Regions from separate parts of the Zea mays genome. Here region 1 is linked to region 2. The links are chromatin contacts, called in public Hi-C maps. All regions are on one chromosome and are shown on one strand. Each heading gives the region's core, a stretch centred on a gene start, on an enhancer-like site or on the middle of the called end of the contact. The rest is flanking DNA. Distances are from core to core; before and after follow the strand shown.

What was found. Hi-C and Micro-C count contacts between places; a contact is called where the count stands out from the background.
Region 1: a contact with region 2 is called in a Hi-C map of ear, with 9 times the contacts expected there. The contact joins the promoter of LOC103629895 here to the enhancer-like site in region 2. A contact is called at or near these places in 8 of 25 Hi-C or Micro-C datasets (bundle sheath, ear, leaf and 1 more) and 1 of 3 datasets of contacts at active chromatin or transcription factors (leaf).

The regions. Positions count from the first base shown.
Region 1 is chr6:121,193,079-121,200,084 of Zm-B73-REFERENCE-NAM-5.0, forward strand. It overlaps LOC103629895 (STOREKEEPER protein), which reads left to right and starts at 1,450. Exons shown (of 2, transcript XM_008650991.4): 1 at 1,450-2,515. The coding sequence starts at 1,590. The coding sequence ends at 2,510.
Region 2 is chr6:121,042,433-121,049,291 of Zm-B73-REFERENCE-NAM-5.0, forward strand. No RefSeq gene overlaps it. Among protein-coding and RNA genes, the nearest start is that of LOC100279001, 12 kb to the left of the region's middle. Within about 2 kb of position 2,574, at least 11 of the 20 cell types and tissues checked have an H3K27ac peak or open chromatin away from gene starts, as enhancers often do. A contact at or near this core is called in ear and tassel, where this site is marked.

The DNA of each region.
Region 1 (7,006 bases), core at 200-2,699, 150 kb after region 2:
ATTTGCATGTCTATCTGTTGCCTCTGCTGTTATCCGGCGCCTATAGTGGCAGCTGGTCATAACACTTTCTCTTCAATTGAGTCAAGCTCCTTTTTAGCCTCTCATTTTCTTCCTTGAGCTCATTGTTTTCTTTTGCATAGAAAACATTACTTGTTCCTGAAAATTCTTGATCAATGTAAGATTGGCTTTCTTGAGAACAACATTTGTTTGCACATGATAATATAGTTTCTATTTGAGTACATGTGCATATGTAAGGTTGGTATGATTTCAAATTAGTTAACACAACCTCATGAGCCATTTCTAGCATGATATGTGAATCTATAAATTTATTATGAGAGCACACAAGCATATCATGTTTTTCTTGTAAAGCTAGATTTTCAATATTTAGCTTTTCTATCATGTTCTTGAGCATAACAATTTTATTTTCTAATTGAGCAATATAAGATGAATGATTAGCAGCTCTAATTTGCTCAATTGAAATGTCTTCATACCTTTGGACCAAATCATCATGAGAGCACTTTAGCTTCTCATTCTCTTTGGTCAACTTCTCTAAGTCTTCGATTTTTCTGATGAGGAAGTTTTCTAGCTTATGAAGCATTCTTTTTATTCTTTTGCTCTTTTCATGAGTTTTAGCAAGCTCATCCAATTTTTCTTGCTTAGTTGAGCGAAGAATTGTTGAAGATCATCCTCATATTCACTATCACTTTCATGCTCCCCCTCCTCCTCATTTTTGCTTTCACTGTCACTCCCATTAGTGATAAAGCACATATGAGAAGTGGATTTGAACGACGAACCTTATGAAGAGGTGGATTCGTCGTTTGGTCTCCATCGATCATTTTCTTCTTCTTCAATCTTGTTCTTCGCCTCTCCTTTCGGCAATTCTCATGGCAAGGTCTATTGCCCTAGGACCAACATCTGCACCAAAAGATGAAGTCAAGGCAACCTCAACCTTTTCAAGTCTATTAAGGGCCTGTTTGTTTACCCCAATGGATTATATAATCTGGATTATTTTTGGAGGATTATATAATCTGGATTATATAATTTGGATTATATAATCTGAGTAGTCATGTTTGTTTACCCAGATTATCTGGCGTGTTTCTGTTGGGCGACGGGCTTCTCCGATCCGATAGGCGCAAAAACGATTCGGTAGATTATAATGGCAATGATGGGTAATTTCTAGGAAACTTGAAAGGGTAGTGGGGAAGTGGGAAAAAAATAATCTGAAATAAGCACCTTCTCACTTGCTTATGGATTATCATAATCCAAGAGGTTAGATTATATAATCTGGGCAAATAAGCTAGACTGTTTGTTTGCCTCTTAGGATTATTTAATCCAGATTATATAATCTGGGGGTAAACAAACAGGCCCTAAAATCAGTACTGCCTTACTGGCGTGCCGACGGGTCGCGAAAACCCACGAAGAAACCGTACCCATATCAGCTCCGGAGTGGAGAGTGCTGCAGCCTACGCCACTGCCCACTGGACTCGCCTTCCCCTTCCGCCTCGGCTCCCCATCTGCTCTCCGATTTCTCGATATACACACCGAAATTCGAATCGCCCGCCTGCCGAGCCCTCGCCCCCACAACGCCGATGCCTTCCAAGCGGCCTACCCCGCACGCCATGGACGAAGCCGCCTCCGCCTCCGCTGCCGCCGCGCGCCTCCGCGCCTCCACCCCGCGCTCCAAGAAACGCACCTCCCGCTCCAAGTCCCGCGGCCGCTCCCCGAACCCTAACCCTAGCTCCCGTCGCGAGCGCGCCGCGGACCACGGCTCCGCCGCGCCCTCGCGCAAGAGCGACCGCAAGCCGAACCGCTCCTTCCCGGATTCTGCCACGCTCGCCACGGCCATGGCCTCGGTCCCCGCCGCCTCGGCCCCGTCGTCCGGCGGGGGGCGTGGTAGTGCGGGCGCCGTCCAGAAGCTCTGGAGCGAGGTCGATGAGGTCGCGCTGCTCACGGGCGCTGCCGCCTTCAAGGACCGCACTGGCATCGCGCCGCGCCTCCCGGACATGGGCGAACTGTTCGAGTCCATCAGGGGCTCCCTCGCGCCGCACCTCGATCAGGCCAAGGTGTACTACAAGCTCAAGCGTCTCAAGAGCAAGTTCCAGCACTCCGTGCTGGGCGACTCCAGTACCGCGCACGAGCACCGGCTGCGCGACCTGGGCGCAGCCCTCTGGGGCGCCGAGCTCACGCGCCCTGAAGAGAACGCCGTCGTGACGGCTGAGGAGACCACCGATCCCGATGAGGGATTCATTGACGAAGATAGGGAGGGGTCCGTGAAGCTTCCTATGGTTAAGGAGGTGCTTGGAGAGTACTGGAGGTTGAACGGGCAGACCATGTCAGGTGTGTCACTGGAGAAGGGATTGGTGCTACTTGGGTCGCAGCAAGCTAGTGTGGTTGAGGTTAAATGGAGGCGACAGCTTGAGGCAGATATGCGCATGCAGATGCGCCGACATGATCTGGAAAAGGAGGTCTATGGCCTACTCATCGATGCCATCAAAGGCCTAGGGCCTTAGCTTGGGTACAGATTTTATCATTCTCTGTTATCTGTGGGAGAGATCGATTTATTTCTGCTGTTTCAATTGCTTGGACTAATTAGGCTGCTCTTTTGCTTATCATCAGTTTACAATTGGATCAGGGTGCAAATGCTGTTAAACTTACATCGGAAATTGGCATGCACTATGGATTATTAATTTGCGGATTTAGTTATCGAAAAGAATCATGCTTGTTTGATTTACATAAGTCATGAGGTTTGATTGTGTTGACAATTTAGTATCTTTCCCGTCCTCTAGCCTCATGGCATAATAGCCAATTTTTGTCTCAAAGTGCACAAAATTATGAAATTTGACATACTTTTAAGAAGTTAGGCTATGTCATTCGTTTTTTACATTTACCATGCAATGTTTGTAGCATGATTTTTGTTTGAAGGAAAATTAGCGGTTTTCTTCCAGATTTTTTCTTTTTTTTGGAGTCTTATGGTTATTGACTAAATTTTCATTTTCATAGTTACACCGTGCTTATCTTGTCTTTTCTTCGCAAGGATTATCTAGTCTTCTTTTGATTACATAGTGGAACTGTTTGGTTGTTTTTGTTCCTTCCAGAATCTAAAGCTCTAGCTTTCTTAGTAAAATAGGCCAGGACATATTCATATATATGGCAAGTGTTTGTTTCTGCAACTATTGAGGTCAAGTTTCTGTATCACAATATTAGTGTTCAGAATAGTTGTCAATCTTCTAGAGTTCAGCTTGCCATGCCATGGATAATTGGGTTGCATTTTTTATTCATAACGAGTTTATCGTTGAATAAGCCACAAGGTTATGCTTAAATTAGTTGGTTGCCATGCTCCCTCATCTTTTTTATTCATTCAAAAAGTAAACGGGTTGCATGCCTGTCTGGTTTACTCTTGTTGAGTAGAATTGTGTTTGTAGTTTGGTTTCTTTCTCATCCCAGTTCTACCATCTACTGTAAACTAGCTGTTTTATTTCTGAGTGCCCAATAAGACTAGCACATTTTCATAACTTTTATGTGGTAGCTTATATGCTTGAATACCTGCTACGTTTAATGTGTTTCATTGCATATTAACACATTGAATATTTTTTATGTGTTTTTTTTGAAATGATAGCATGCTTGTTGTGATTATTCTACTTAACATGTGGAATTATCTTTGCAGTTTGCTTTATTTCCCTTCCCAGTTTTACCCTCGATGGCAAAACCACCATTCTTAACCAGAAAAGTTTATTAATTACTATTTTGGCATGGTATTGGTAGGACATGTTAGGTATTGGATTGATGACTCAAACCAATGTTTTTAACATGGTACATTATTATTGTTTTTACTAATAAAGGCGATACTTCTTTTTTTTGAACGCAATAAAAGGTGATACTTCTAGCATAATCAGTTTTAAAAAATTTGCTAGGTGCCAGTTAGGTGATTTGGTGGTGTGTAGTAGGTGGATGTTAGGTAGTCTATATGGATAAGCAGAATATTGTACTTATAATTGGATTTTCAGCAAGTTAGCATGCAATCAATATGAATAACAAAGAATTCAATGAGCTAAATTGGCACAAGTTTCATAATTAATTGAAGTCAAAGAGTGAAACTCATCTGTGTATTTTTTTTCCAACCAAGCACGAATACTTCAAGCCAACAATCTATTCTTGATCTGGTTGCAGTGTTTGAAAGAACTAGTCAAGTATGCATATCTAATATGTTGTATACGACTATACATGTTAGTATAGAAAGGTATTGGGGAATCACTACACACCCATTATTGGGGGGGGATTCTTTTCATATATATAGCCATGCATAGGGGTGGTACATGAGATCATACATGAACAAGCACATTTGTTGAACATCATATGCTAAGTCAGGCCGCGTTAGGGTGAGGTATTGGAGAGCACTGACAAGGCTGTAGTACTCAGAAGGGTTAACAATCAGTGAGCCTGCGGTGGCAGGCAACTTGGCCTGCTTGCCCATAGGCCTGGCAATGGGGTCATATTCTGACATACCAGCACGCTGACCGCGACAAGAAAAACCTTGAGTTGTTGCGCATCACGGATATGGCGAGGAAGCGGTGGAGGGTGCCAAGATATGTCATGGTGAACTTCGAGTGGAGACATGTCGTGATGGGTTGGAGTAGATCACTAGAAGATGCTGTGAGAATGATGTTATTGTTATTGACAAAGAGTAGGTATGCGACACGATCTCTGTTTTTTAGACAAACAAAGCTGTGTTAGACTTGGACCGTTGGACGTAGTGAAGCCGATGTTGTAAATGTATATGTTGAAGCGTTGGTTCCAAGCCCAGGACACCTGCTTGAGCCCATACAAGGACTTCTGCATGAGACCGACATAGTTAGGCGTGGCAGGTCGATGAAATCGGACGATTGCTGTCAGTAGATGGCCTCCTTGAGGTGGCCGTGGAGGAAGGTGTTCTTCATGTCCAGGCCTCCAGCTAATGAATAGGGCGGTGCGAATCTGTTAGACTACCCATCTAGGATTCTAGGGTTCGGGGTGTTCCCCATGTAATTACCGCCTTACCCCTCACTGTAATGGGTCTGGCCCAGTTACTAAGTCTGTTAATACTACTCCCCATCCCTGGTTAGGGGCATGGGTTCAGTTTCCAACATGGTATCAAAGCCTAGGTTTAGGTTTTCTGTTTCCTGTCCTACAGCCGCCAGGGGCATCCTCTCCCCTGCGCAGCCGCCAGGGGGCTCCCCTCCCCTGCAGCCGCCGGCCCCCGCCGCCGGCCCCTCTCCCTCCTCTCCCCTGCGACGTCCGCGCCTCTCCCTCCTCTCCCCTGCGTCGGCCACCGGCCCCCAGCCAACGTCCGCGCCTCTCCCTCATCTCCCCTGCGACGGCCGCCGGTCTCCAGCCGCCGACCGTCGCGCGCCGAGCAGCCCCGTCCACGCCATCTCTGCTTCCCACCTCTCCCCGGCCGCGCCCTCCATCTCCGGCGTGCTCACCCGCCGGATCCGCGCGTCTGTCAAGTGCCAGCTGCCGCCCAGCCTGCGCGCCCTGTCAAGTGCCAGCCGCGCCTCTCCTCCCTGCGGGTCGCGCCCCAGCCTGCGCGCCCTCCTCCCCCTCTGCAGCCCTCTGCTGCCCGCCGCCGCGCCCTCTGCCCATGGCGGACCCCCCCGCACACCGTGGGCCTGGGCGCGGCCCCCGCTTCCCTGGCCGCCGGCGTCACCTCCCTGGGCCTTCCTGCTACCGGCCAGACCCACCCCATGGGCCCCGGCCGCTCCGTGGCCGATGCCGAGGCTCCCTACATCGTCGGCCTACGACCCATCCGCGACGTCTCTTCCCCGGCCCACCGTCGAGGCTCTCCATCGGGGTTTCCTGCCCTCGCGGCACCCCCCGGTACCGACTCCACACTCGGCGACACCCTCGCTACGATCCAGGCGGCTGTGATGGCCTCGCGGGAGCGTGAGCGCGCCGCCTCCCTCGCCCTGGAGCGTGAGCGTGCCCTGGGTGCCGCTCTGACCACCCAGATGGCCACCACGCAGCGCCTCCTCGGCCGCCCACCGGTCGCCCCTGTGGAACCCCCGGAGGACCCCCTCGCCTCTGACCTCGACGCCGACCTCATCGCTGCTCTCCACGCTCAAGCCGCAGGTCTGCACAACATCCGGGCTCTCGTGTCCGTGGTGTTGGATCCGGCGTCTCCCCACTACCCCCGTTGGCGAGGACAAGTCCTTCTCACGCTGCGGAGGTTCGTCCTCGACGACCACGTCCTCATCGACCACGACGCTCCGCCGCCTCGCCCCTGGTGCCTCATGGACAACGTTGTCCTCTCGTGGCTCCACGGCACCATCACCGTTGAGCTCCAGGACATCATCCGCGACCAGGCGGACACTGCGCGCCAGGCGTGGCTCGCTCTCGAGGATCAGTTCCTCGGGAATCGGGATGCGCGGGCGCTCCACCTCGACGCCCAGTTCCACCTGTTCTCTCAGGGGGACCTCTCCGTGGGTGAATATTGCCGCCAGATGAAGGGCCTGGCTGACTCTCTCCGTGATCTCGGCGAGCCAGTTGCCGATCGTACCCTGGTGCTGAACCTCCTGCGTGGCCTCAGCCCTCGCTACGGCCACCTGAAGGCTCTCATCAAGCGAAGCGTGCCCTTCCCCACCTTCCACGCCGTGTGGAACGAGCTTCTCCTTGAGGAGCTCACCATGGCGAATGAGGCACCCACTCCTGCCTCGGCTCTCTACAGCACCCCTACCAGCGGTCTGCCACCTTCAGGGGGCCAGGCCACCCGTCCTCCGTCGACCGGGGCTCCCACCCGCCCTCCACCCGCCGTCCCGGCGGCCCCTCGTCCGACTTCCACGACCGACGGGGGTCGTCGCTCCCGCAAGGGCGGCCGTGGGAGTGGCGGCTCCTCTCGTGGTGGTCCCTCCGGCCGGGGTGGCGGCCACGCGTGGCCGTCATTCTACAACCCCTGGACCGGGACCATCGCCATGTGGCCGGGCCAGGCACCGAGTGCCTCCCGTCCTCCGGCGCCGGCTCTCCTGACTGCACC
Region 2 (6,859 bases), core at 1,324-3,823:
GTAGCATTTTCCTCGGGAGGGGATATACCTGGTCCGCTGCTGTTTTTCGTTGCGCCGGGTCACGGGCTGTGCGTTGCACAATGCCGATCAACGTGTCTGCGGCACGAGTCAGTATAGTATTGCTGATGAAACAACACGACGCGTTGTGTGTTGGTCATACGTGGGCCCACTAGGCGCCCGAGTAACACGTACACCCGCTGAAGAGAAGACGGTTGCCACCGCGCTTTCCCGTGACGTGATGTGCGGGTGGGCCCGGATCTCCGTCTTCATGGGAGCCGGTGGGAACCAAGTGCCAGTGCGGTTTGGTTGGGCACTTGGGCTGGATAGTGCCCATATTGCGGCTTGGGCTGGGAATGACAGTTTGGGGTTTTCTGGTAAATTGCTCCAACGTTTTAAAAGGTGTGTTTGTGTTTAGTTTATATATATTGCCACGGCACATCAACAATATAGTATAACAGTTGTACAACACGCAAAATGATATTGACACCTCTGTTTTCGTTCACCAAAGGCGCAAAAATGTGGTGTCTACTCACCCGCCACTGCTTTACTCTCTCGTCCCAAACTTCGTCGTTGTTCGGATAAACTGCAATCATCTTCTTGGTTTGCTGATGGAGGCAGAAGGGAAACTAGATTAAATTGAAGCACACCTAACAGGTCATCATGTCCATACAATTGAAGAAATGGCACATAAGCGATGCATGTGATGTATAACGGTCCGAAATATGTAACACATATGTTTCAAAAATCATAACTATGTAATGGCTCGATTAAAATAAGTAGTAAAACTATATATATATATATATAGTGCAACAATAATATAATAAAATTAATATTTTCATAACATTACATCCATCCATTAACAATATTTGCATCATCAAATCTATAAAAATCATTAATATTTGCATAACATCAAATCATCATCAAATTTATTAACTAATAACATCAAATTCATCGGTTCATATTTTCAACATCAAGTTAGAAATGACAAGTATCATGCATCAAATCATATTAAGTCAAATCACACTAACAATTAACAATATTAAATAAATTGTAGTCGCATTACAGTTAACTCCTATCAGCCATAAAACCGACGAAAATAAACATTCCCTATTTAACTATTATCCTAATCGTACTTCTAATCGTGAAACATTTGCTTAACGGGTGACGGATCAGGCAATTGATCTACGCGGGGATGCGGACAACGACAATGTTGTTGCTAAGATGGGGGAGATCAAGGACGTTTGTAAAGCCCAAAAATTGGTAGAAAAAAATAGTAAAATAATAGAATAAAAAAATAAAAGTATAATGTTGTGAGAATCTTTGAAGACCTTTGAAAATCTGTTAGGATTCTACTTCCTCATGATAAAAAAACAACATTAAGTTATATTAAGTGACCAGTAAATGGATAAAGGAAGGTTGATCTCTTGTAGATTTTATGGTAATAAATTTTATTAACAACACAAATTAGATCTCCAAATTTTAAATAAAAACAAAAGATGGGAAAATGAGAAAGGAAATTTATAATGAAAACATTTATTCCTCCCATAAATATATAACAAGGAAAAATAATAAATAATAAGCAGTGGAAGTTATATTCACAATAATTTGGACACATGGAAATTTGAAGTTCAACCATGAATTTGAAATTGTGTAGGAATTTATATAGAAAAGAAAACTGAAAATAAAGAAAAAGGAAAAATGTAAAAAAAATAAAAGAAACCCACGCTTGGGCCTTCTCTCAGTCGGCCATCTTCTATTTCCTTCCCCCGCCGACCCAAAAATGTTTTCTCTTCGCGCGGCCGCTTGCTCTTGGCGCCGTTTCACTGGTTCGTGGACCCCACTCACCAGGTTCGTCTCCCTCCCACGTCGGAGCATCCGTCAGCCATTCCTCCACGCGGGGTCCGCGCACCAGCCTTATCCACCTTCGCTTCCTTCAGAGTCTGTTACAACGGCGCGCACTACCGCAACGGAGCTCCTCGACTTGAAATCGCCCTCCCCAACACATATAAAGGTAGGGACATGCCCCGTGACCATCGTGCGCCGCCATAGGTGAAGAGACTCATATCCGACGCCGGTGACCTTGTGCCTAGGAATCTCCTCTTGGGTCAGGGTGCATCGCGGGAGGTTGGTGGGGTTATTCGTGGACTCGATGGCGGGGATCAACAGTCGGGGCGGTGGTGATTGCTCACCGGAACCGCGGAGCCACCTGTATCGTGGGCAAAACACTGTGCAGCGTAGAAACCGGTATGGGGCTCTCATCTAATTCCCCTATGTTTTATCTGCGCATAGCATACCTCAGATTAGGGTTTCGGGCCCGGATCAGTGAAAGGCGCGGTCTGGCAATGGCGCCGCCGTGTGAGCTTGGTGCACCGCCGTGTTGGTCGCGTGGCTCCATCGTGGATGTAAGGAAGAATGGCTCCCTGCTATTTGATCGTGAACGGACGCGGGAGATTAGATCGGGGTTATAACCCTTCGGGCTTAAGATCTGAGCCGTAGGTATAAGATCAGACGGCCAGAGACTGATCTTGGCGCCGTGATATCAGGGCCGTGGATCGCATGATGGGCAGCCCGGATCGTATACCGGTTCGTTTTAAAATAAATATAATCCTGGCGCTCTGTTATTGATTGGACGGCTGTGATCAGAGCTTACCCCCTTCGCTGGGCATTCTTACTTAAGAGCCCCTTCCCTTTGCCACAATTAACCCATCGACCCAGTGCGGGGGAATCCTGAGTCTTATGATCTTTTGCGAGATAGCCCCTGTATGTTTTGATGTTTGTGCGTCCAGTCCAGAGAACAATGGAAATAGAAAATTAATTATATAAAGTGATTTCTAATACAAAAATAATTCCAGAAACTTGTATAATTCATAGAAAATTCATATTAAGTTCAAATTGATCCATTTCAGTTTCTATAATTTTGTAATAATATTGTCTATCACCTAGTGCCTTTGTTTAGCCATGAAACTGAATTAAAACTGTTTATTTGAATTAATCTATTCTAGGTGCTAAATAACTTCAGAAATTCATAACTCAATAACCGTAACTCCGTTTTGATCCATTCTAGTTGCATTAGTCTCACAATAATAATTATTATTATCTGGTAACTTTGTTTTGCCAAGAGATATAGGTTAAAATGTTGCACTTAGTCTATTATATATTTAACCACATGGATCTTCGGAAAACCATAACTTCATAACTGTAACCCCGAATTTAGCGGTTCTCGATCCCACGATCTCGTAGCGACGCGTAGATTATTATTATTCAGTATGTTCTTACGTTTGGTGTGATGTTAATTTTGCCTATACCATGTTTGTTCGTATTGCTACGACTAGCAGCAAGGTTACGAGTCATCTCAAGATCATCCTGGTACCTAGAATCTCAAGTCCCATGCAAGTTGTGCCCTTGACCACATTTATTACCCAATAATGTTCTTTAATATCACTTATTCATGCATATGTTTAATTTTGATGGGACCCAATAGGTCACCCTAGTCTGATTATCTTTTACCTTGTTTACCCCTAAATCATTGGGTCTATTGCTTTATATGGTTTTGGGTTAATATTTCGTTATATCCATGTTCCAGTTACTCTGTTATGTTATTTATGTTCATGTCAAGATCATTATATTATTGTTAATTGGAACATGGAGTTTAACTTGAGAAACACGTGCCACCAAGGGAGGAATGGGACCCTTTGGCTAACTAATTAGGAAAGCTAGTGGAAGACTACCTTACCCGAAAGGGGCAAGGGCAGTAGGGGAGTTGCATGCAAGGAGGTTCTCGGGTTGATTTTGCTGCGATGGTGGTCAGACGGGGGATTCTTGCAAGTGCTCTTCCCATAAACCGTAGCGGGTTTTCGGAAGCTAGTGGAACTTTGTAAAGGCCTTGTAGTGGATCCCTAGTCATTCACCTCGGTAGTGTCTAAGGGTCTAGCTAACCCTGGCGACATGGGAAACACGACTTGTGGGTAAAGGATACAACCTCTGCAGAGTGTAAAATTGGTATACTAGCTGAGCTCACGGTCAACAGCAGCTCAGGACTCTCACATGATTAATTTATGGAACTAAATTCAATTTGTCATATGCATTGCATCGCAGGTGTTGTTATTAATTTTGTTCTACTACTTAATTGGGTTGATATTCACTTATACTTAGTAATTGCTAATAATTTTTTGATCAACTTTAAAAGCAATGCTCAGCTTCAGCCATCCTCTTTGGTAAGCCTTACACTTCACATGAGCTCCCGCCTTTGGCGAGTTCATGCACATTATTCCCCACAACTTGTTGAGCTATGAACGAATGTGAGCTCACTCTTGCTGTCTCACACCCCCCGCAGGTCAAGAACAGGTACCACAAGAGGAGGCACATGGAGGATGTTGTGTCGAGTTCGTGAGAGGTCTAGGCCGTCGTCTCCCAGTCAACTTTGGGTTGTTGGGCCGTTGTCTTCACATGATGTATTTATTTATTTATTTTGTATAGAACTCATGTTATATAGTAAAGATGTGACATTTGATCCTGTGCCATGATTCATCATATGTGTGAGACTTGGTCCCAGCACACCTGGTGATTATGTTCGCGCCCGGGTCTTGGTGCCCCTAAAACACGGGTGTGACAATGTTCGTCGACGAATGAAGCATGGGTGGCTACTAGGTAGGTGGCGGAGAGCCAGCCCTAGCCAGTGCGACAACATGGCCACGGGGCAGAGCTGGGGCGATGACTGTGGCGGCGACGCTCAGCACCGAGGCACGCGACGGCGACTGTGATGGTGCATGCCGGGGCAGGGGCACGACACGGGGACCGCCCTCTGGTGTTGGGGTGCGGCGGCGTCTGGGGAGCAGAGCAATAACGAGCTCTAGTGCGGCGACAATTGGTGTCCAGTGAGCAGTGGCGACGATGAGGCAAAAGACGAAGAGCCGAAGAACTAAGTATGTGGGGTGAGAGAAAAGGGCTTGGCCGGTTTTCTTAGAAAAATTAATCCCCATCGGGAAGAGAAAGGGGCCTACAAGAATTATCTTATCCCCGTTGGTTGTCAGTGTGACCAACAGGAGTTAGTTTTATTTCCTTTGGCTATGTTTTACCCGACGATATTTATCTAATTCACGTCGGCTTAGTCAAAGACCGATAAGAATTATTTTAGACGGCAAAAATCTTCAAGATTTCTGTAGTGAAAATGTAAACATACTTTTATCATATGATATAGCATTGTATGTTCTTAAAATGTGGTGGATTATGGTTTCCATAATATATATAATTGAATCATCTGGGAGCTAACACTAGAGCTCACCATTTAAACCATCATATTTGTTTTCAAATTTTCCCCACCACAAAAATGAACATGTTTGCTAGCTTCTACCCTACAATGATAGAGGACTTGCCTGCTAGAGAAATACAAGTGAGTTATCCACATCTCTCCGTCATTTTAAGCTTTTGTGTTCAACTATTTGGTGAATGCAACTCAATAAGGTATCAAAGTTGAAGTTCTCGAGTTTGAGTTTTGGTTTGATGTGCAAACAGTGTTCCAAATAATAGAATTCTAGTTGCACTATAGGCCTTTGACCCCAGTGGTTAAATAATAGAATTTTAGCTGCGCTATAGTGGTGTTGTAACAACTCCATAGATGGTACAACCCTGCTCTTAGCGGCTAGAGATGGCTATCACAAAACCCTATAACTCGTTGTTTAAAACAATGATGAAAAGTGTTAGTGGTCATTTTGTACCTTCCTCATAAGGCTATCTTCAGTAGCTTACTCATCATATCTCCTATTTCAAACCCCACTATACAAATAGTGTGATTTACAGTGTAAATGGTATTTTGCATGACCATATGCAAGATCTGTTGGTCATAGCCTAAGAGTCGACTAAAACTACACGTAAAACGAGTATAAGAAATTTCATCCCAATTCCCAAGTGTTAGAGTGTACGCACTAATCAGTTTAACTCAAAAGCTCAAGCTATTAGGAGAAGGTAAGTAATACACTTCAACACCCCCATTCATGTGGAGCTAGAGAGAAAGACGTGAATATGGAAATAAAGAGGCAGAGGTACAAATAAAGACTCTATCATGATTCGAACTCGAGACCTTTAGCCCAGATACCATGTTATTCAATACGAGGCCCTAAGGCCAGTATATATACACAGCTACACCGGTGTCCTAAATCTATACAATAAGAAAATAAAGTAACAATAGGAAAATATAGTTCTATATAACACCCCCTTATTTTTAAGGTGGATCAACCACACTGAGTTTAGAGAGATAGAATCGATGATGAGCTCTGATATGTGCCTTGGTGAAGATATCAACCAACTGAAGCTCTAAAGATACACAGTGAAGATTAATAATACCATCCTAAACTTGTGCTCGTGTATAACAAGCATCAACACCAATATGCTTAGTAAGCTCATGCTTTATGGAATTACGAGCAACACTAATAGCACCAGTACTTTTAGACAATTGGGAAGTCGGTATAGACAAAAAACACCAAAATCAGCAAGCAACCATCATAGCCAAGTCACCTCTGTCGTCATAAGAGCCATAGCATGCAACTCTGCCTCTACACTCGAATGTGAAACTGTTAACTCCTTCTTACTCTTCCAAGCAACGAGGGTGAAAGGAAAATAGGGTTAACCTTTTTCTACAATTAATTTTGGTAGTTGAGTGTCCAACACAAACATATGAACTAACTAGTTTGCTCTAGAACTCATGTATTACAGGTGCATAAGGTTTAACATAAACCAATAAAAGATTCAAGTTAGGGACTAAAATTAAAAGGAGTAAAGACTTGAGTGTGTTGTGGACTGGCGCACCAGACTGTCCGGTGTGCCACCGGACAGTGTTCGGTGCACCATGTCCATACAAAGACGA